Regions from separate parts of the Sus scrofa genome. Here region 1 is linked to region 2. A link is a contact called in public HiChIP or PLAC-seq data. All regions are on one chromosome and are shown on one strand. Each heading gives the region's core, a stretch centred on a gene start, on an enhancer-like site or on the middle of the called end of the contact. The rest is flanking DNA. Distances are from core to core; before and after follow the strand shown. Region 1 overlaps TMEM135 (transmembrane protein 135). Region 2 holds the start of TMEM135 (transmembrane protein 135).

Region 1 (3,235 bases), core at 325-2,824, 240 kb before region 2:
TTAAAAATATATTAAAGACACTGACAAGATCACACACACACGCACACACCCTTTTAGAATTATATATGTTATTTTTCAGAGATGAGCAAAAGCGATGTACAGGCATATCTAAGTAGTTCTAATTACATATTAATTCTCTCCCTAAATAGTGTCCATCCCTTGTAATTTTATATTTTCCTTTGCGTATGTAAACTGAAATACTCCTGAGTCAAAAGCAGTAATATTATGTTAAAATGCAGAATATAACCTTTTCATTGCTACAAAATGAGGGTCCCTGTGGAAGTTGGCAATAGGGGAGAGTGGGAGGAAAACTTTAAAATCTAAACTAGCTCGGTTCTTTTCACTAAGATTCTAACTTGAAAAATGTATTTTGTTTTCCAACAACTTTGTATGTGTAGGCTATATTTTATGCTTTCAGTGTCCTGCCAGACAAACTCTTAATACACAGGGTGATTTTTCTTTTTTTTTTTTGGTCGACAGTAAATTAAAATTCAACATTATTAGAGTTAGTCCAGCGCCCTTTCCTAGAACATATGGTCACCCAACAGCCAAGTGGCTGATAGGCTTTGGTCTCAAGGAGCCTGTAACAGTTGCTAGCACTTAAATACAGGAATTTACTTTACTTTGACTTCAAGCCATCCCTTGTTCTGCATCTCATCTTTTTAGAAAAAAGTCATAGGATTCAAGCTTCAGCGGCAAAATTCCAAGAGTCTAGAGAGGAGGGAGAGTCAAGTAAAAACACAAAAGACGGTCGTATAACAGTACATAAGAAAAGAACATCCTCATAATTATCTTGAAATAAAATTACTCGATGTAATAGTAACACTTCATTTACTTTTTTTTAGTAGGAAAATTGTAGGGGCCTGAACATGGAGACAAGGGCTTCTCAAATATCCATTCATTTAAATCAAATGGAAAGTAAAGGAGAGGTTAAAGATTATTTGCTCTAGAAATACAACAGATGCTTCTTAGACTTCTTTAAGGGAAAAAGAGTTCTTCAGAAACCAGTGCACTTAACAAAGCATATTTTATGAATGTCTAGCCTTGTTTAACAGGGGACATGGGGTTGAAAACGCGGTATTTATTTCTCAAGAGTTCATCCACCCCTGCTACTAATTCTACACTTGAGTTAGTACGGAATTATCTGCCAAAAGACAAGATATTTAGTAACATCTTGAGGAAGAAAATGTAAGTTAGAAAGTCAGAAGGTAGGAATGTCCTGGTGGAGGCTGAGACATGTTTAGGGTGGAGCATCAAGGGGCCAAAAGCAGAAAAGTGCAGACAGGCAGGAAAGCTTTTAGAGAAGTGGACGAGACTGTTAGAAGCCACATGGTGAAGACATTTCAAATAAGGCTGGATTTAGCCCTGATGGTGGTGGCATAAGTCACAAATTCACAATGACCATTTTCGCTTTGCCTACCAGGAAAGGGAGTAGCTGGCAGAATAGCGAGAGTCAGGCCCTGAGGGAATGTGGGAAAGAAAATCAGACATTGAGAAGGGTTTCATTTTTAGTGTTCAGCAGCTTTCAGGCTTAAAAGTCCTGTTGACATTTCTAGCCTAGGAGGGGAAGGCTTCCTGAATTACTGCCACCGCCCATTCCACCCACTCTAAAGACCAGTCTAGAGACCTATATTTCCCCCAAACAGAACAAAATACATTTCGTAAGTCTCATATCTGGTATCCTTGCTGAAAATCACTCGTTTCATTCACTTTTACAAGTACACCTGAAATCATCTCTCGCTACACCATGAGCACAGAACTCAAATGCCCCAAACAGTATTTACCAATGTCCAGGAGGAAATGCAGATAAACAATAAGGAGGGACTTAAATAAACTAAAAGCAAGTTAGTCATATACCTGATCTACAGCTTCTTCCTCTATCGGATGGGAGGGAGGGAATAGTTAAAATGAGGTAACGTTACAATCATCTGCCAAGAGCAATGCCTGGAACAAGACAGGTATTCAATAGATGTTAGGTTCCTTTCTCCCTTTTCTACAGTTTGTGGAATCTTCCTTCCTCCCCCTCCTCGGTGTTAGGAACCTTTTCCAAAATCTATAAACTCAGTTTTCAAAAATCTTTGTGCAAATTCCAAGTGATGATTTCCGTTTTGTGAACAATATTATGTAAGATATTTGATCTATTTTTTATTAATAAATAGTCTGTTAGAAGGACTAAAGACTGGTAGAACCACAAATGTCAATGGGTGAGGGATTGAGAAAATCCAAAATGATATGAAAATAAACAGCAAGGAATAAAGGGTACTAGGAAAGAACAGTGCCCTTGATGTCAACTACTGTCGAGAAGACTAAAAAGATGGGAGCTCCCTGGTGCCTCAGCAGGTTAAGGATCCAGGGTTGTCAGTGCTGTGGCTCAGGCCTTTGCTATGGGGCGAGTTTGAACCCTGGAACTTCCACATGCTATGGGTATGGCAAAAATAAAGAAAGAACAAACAAACAATCATTTAAAAAAAAAAAAAAGACAAGACCTCTAAAACATGGGTAGGTAATAGCATTTATATGGTGTTTTATTTGATCCTCACAACATTTGCTTTACAGATAAAAAGATTGAGGTTTAGGAAGAAAAGAGTCTTATTTCAGATTGCTCAGCTAATAAATTTTAGAGGAGGAACCAGAATTAGAATCTAAGACTTTTGACTTTAAATTCTATATTCTTTCTACTACAGCATTCTAGACCTACTGAAGAGAGAACTCAGATTATAAGTGATTAAAAGCTTTGGATAGAATAAATGGAAGCCCCAAGATAAAATTAATGAATTTGAGGTTTTTAATAATAAAAGGGTGAAGAAAGGCAGGATAATAGCTCTACCAGATAGAAAAGTCCAACTTCAGTAATGCGAAGATCGAGGCACAAGGAAAAGTTTAAAGACTAAATTCAAAGCAAAGGTAGTTTTTGGTTCATGTCCTGAGAAACAGAAAGGATTTTCCAAGAGCTCTACATTCCAGAAGAGCTCACTGTAAAATCCTAAATGGAGACTGCAACATCACAACCATCAAAGATAAAATGATGGTTCCAGAATCAATCAAATCAACAGGAATCATCACAATGCCAGGAGCAAAAGCATCTACCGAGATCATCTCTAGTCTTTCTATCTGCTAGAGCAGTGCTATCCAACAGAAATAAAATCTAAGCTGTTTATACAAAATTTTAAATTTGCTAGTAGATGTATTTAAAAAAAATAAAAAACATGAGATTAATTTTAATAATATATTTCAT
Region 2 (3,142 bases), core at 315-2,814:
GCAAGGCCAGGGATTGAACCCGCAGCCTCATGGTTCCTAGTCAGATTCGTTTCCGCTGTGCCAAAACAGGAACTCCCCACCAGTATAATTTAGCAAGCCCTGTCCATAGAGTTGGTGCTGTATATACATTACTCTTTACAACAACTTTTTTTTTGGCTGCACTGATGGCATGCAGAAGGTCCTAAGCCAGCGAACAAACCTGTGCCACAGCAGTGAACCAGGCCACAGCAGTGACAGCCCTGGATCCTTAATCATTAGGCCAAGGGGAATGTTTTTACAATGACAACTTTTTGAGAGAGACATTCAGAAACCAGGAAATTGAGGCACAGACAAGTTTAAAAACTAGCCCAAGATGATACAGGTGATAAACAGAGAATTGGGACTTAAGAACAGACTCGCAAGCCTTCTTCATGGAACGCAATGGAGCCGATTTTCATTCTTAGAAGAGTATATGGCCCCTTATCTTATTTAACTTTGACAAGAACTTCTATGAGAAGAAAAAATACTATTATCCCATGATGTTAAAGGTAAGGTAAGTGAATACAAGACGTGAAAGAGGCTGCCCCGCCTCGCACATTGATGGTAGCGTTAGCCAGAGGCCCCGCTTTCTGGCCATTGAAGGCAATACCTTTTCTACTAGTCGCCTACCCTACGACCGGGTGAGATAACGTGGAGAGACTACACATTTGATTCCTTCCACTCAAATCAAACCTTAAGAGGGTCATTATCCTCAAATTCACAGCTCCTGCCTCATCCTGTTGACACTGAGTCTAATCACGATGAGGAAAGAGGCCGTTGTGAAATACCTAAGAACACAGAGAGCCTCAGTGTGTGCCAGCAAACACTGATTTTCAAAGACAAGCAGAGTCCTCCCAGCCGCACTTCCCAATACAAATGATTCTCTGCAACACGTTCCAAAGTTAAGTGCCCGACCTGGATCCCAGGCCACGAGTTCTACGGGGGCACTTCATCTACAGCCCACCAGAAATTTGGCAAGTCTCGGAGACAACCTGTCTCCATCAAGCTGCCTTTGATGGCAAAGCCAGAGGAGCTTCGCTGCACCGGCTGACCTTGTCCCGCTCACCTCTGCAGGGCTCTCCTCTTCTTTCACCCTCACTCTCCAGGTCAAGTTCCGCCACAAATCCTTTTCCTTGCCAAGAAGATACGTCGTCTCCCATGGTCAGATAAATGGGCAAATCGATGCTGTGTCACTTCAGGTCTCTCCGCAATGTCCTCCAACTGCTTGACAGCCCTCTCCACTTACAATCAGAGGTCTTAAAACCTCGACGCAGGTTGAGTCCAGATTCTAATTTCAAATCTCCGTTGGCTCACACTTGGGGTATGTCCTGTCTTCCATCTCCAGCTGGCCCACTCTCATGCCCTTTCCTCTGGAACGGAGACTTCCCCGCATTCATCTCCACATTCCTCACACTTAGATGAGTGGAATTTATAGCTTGCTAACTCAGCCTTGCCTCAAAGAGCGAGCAAAGGAGAACTGGGCTCAGGCCTTGCCTGCTACCTAGGAAATAGCCAAAGCTCCAGCTTTTGAACTTTTTCACCCAACTTGTCCTCCTTCCCCATTTGAAAGACTTGCCTTCAAGAAGTCTCTGCTTAATTTTTTTTTTTTTAGCACCGAGCGAGCACTTGGTCTGGTTAAGGTTGAGGGGAAAAAAAAAAAAAGGCCAAAAATAAAAAGGCCTAAAGATTTTTCAATCAAGGGAGGTTTCGTTGTGGCTCAGCAGTAATGAACCCAACTAGTATGTGGGTTTGATTCCTGGTCCTGCCCAGTGGGTTAAGGATCCTGTGTTGTCACAAGCCTCGGTGTGGGTCACAGATGTGGCTCAGATCCAGAGTTGCCATGGCTATGGTGTAGCCTGGCAGTTGTAAGCACCAATTCAACCCCCAGCCTGGGAACTTCCATATGCTGTGGGTGTGGTCCTAAAAAATAAAAAGATTAAAAAAAAAAAAAACAACAACAAAAAAAGTTTTTCAGATTCTTTCCCTGCTTCAAGCTACTCCCCAGCAGACCAGTGGGAAATGTTTTTTTTTTTGTCCGCACCCACGGGGTAGAGAAGTCCCGGGGTCAGGGATCAAGCCCAAGCCACAGTAGTGACCAGAGCTACAGCAGTGACAATGCTGGATCCTTAACCCCCTGAGCCACCAGGGAACTCCCAGTGGGAAGTATTTTTGAAAGATGCATTAACTCTTTTAGGCCACTAGGATGTATTAGGTAAATCAAAGGCCTATAAAATGACCCATGAAATAATGTATACTTCTGGTCCATTGCACTGAATCATCGCATGGATGTCCCCGACAGTTCTCATGACTTTTAAGAGTTCCTGAAAGCAACATACACAGAGGACATCACTGAGTTAGTGTGCCCTCAGCCATTTCTTGTTTTATGGAAAGCAGACACTTGGACTCATTTACTCATTCACTCAACAAACATTCTTTGTGTCTCTGCCCAGGGCCAAGTCTGAGTTAGGTGTGGTAAGTCAAGTACCTGGGACTTAGCAATCGTTTGACAAACGGTGGTAGCTATCTTGCTAAGAAATGGAATGAGATACAGTAGTTGCCCAATAAGTAACTGTGGCTATTACTGTGGTAGTTGTTTGTCTTCAAGCCAAAACTCAAAGGGCTGATATATCAAGGTGAGGGTTAATGGACGTGAAGGATCATTTTCCCTGGCTCCTTTCTCATCCTGTATCATGCAAACCCTTGTTTGTGCAAACCTAAGGAGCTCAGGGTGTGTCTGCTCCTCGGGACCGCCAAGTTCTACCTGCTGAAGCTTCCTGTGCAGCCAGAGGTCAAGCAGTTGGCCAAGTCAAGCCAGCCAGCTGCTGTGAAGTGATACTTCTGAAGGAAATCCTGGATCGGTCCTGCAAGGGAATGGCAAACTGCAGCCTGGATTAACCCGGGCTGTGCACCAGTGCCTCAGCTGCTCGTCCACTCTCTGCTGGGCAGCTGGGTGAGAACTCCAGGATGGCCACTCCCCGCCGCCCAGGATGGCCAGAGGGAACAGTAGGAATTCCTGATGAGTGCATGCTCTCTTTCCCAGAAAAGGGATTAAGCGTGCCCTGACAAAGTTTCCTCTCCCACCATTCTTTCTTGGGGAGTGAAGTGGGAAGCAAAGGGACACGAG

Evidence for each region. HiChIP or PLAC-seq counts read pairs in DNA pulled down with a chosen protein or histone mark.
Region 1: an H3K27ac HiChIP or PLAC-seq map of alveolar macrophages shows a contact between it and region 2. The contact joins the enhancer-like site here to the promoter of TMEM135 in region 2. A contact is called at or near these places in 3 of 5 promoter capture datasets (fetal liver, fetal skeletal muscle and liver), 2 of 47 Hi-C or Micro-C datasets (fibroblasts and liver) and 2 of 2 datasets of contacts at active chromatin or transcription factors (alveolar macrophages and skeletal muscle).

The regions. Positions count from the first base shown.
Region 1 is chr9:20,979,305-20,982,539 of Sscrofa11.1, reverse strand. All of the region lies in intron 8 of TMEM135 (transmembrane protein 135), which reads right to left. Among named protein-coding and RNA genes, the nearest start is that of TMEM135, 240 kb to the right of the region's middle. Within about 2 kb of position 1,574, at least 10 of the 83 cell types and tissues checked have an H3K27ac peak or open chromatin away from gene starts, as enhancers often do. A contact at or near this core is called in alveolar macrophages, where this site is marked.
Region 2 is chr9:20,739,507-20,742,648 of Sscrofa11.1, reverse strand. It overlaps TMEM135 (transmembrane protein 135), which reads right to left and starts at 1,564. Exons shown (of 17, transcript XM_021062616.1): 1 at 1,085-1,564.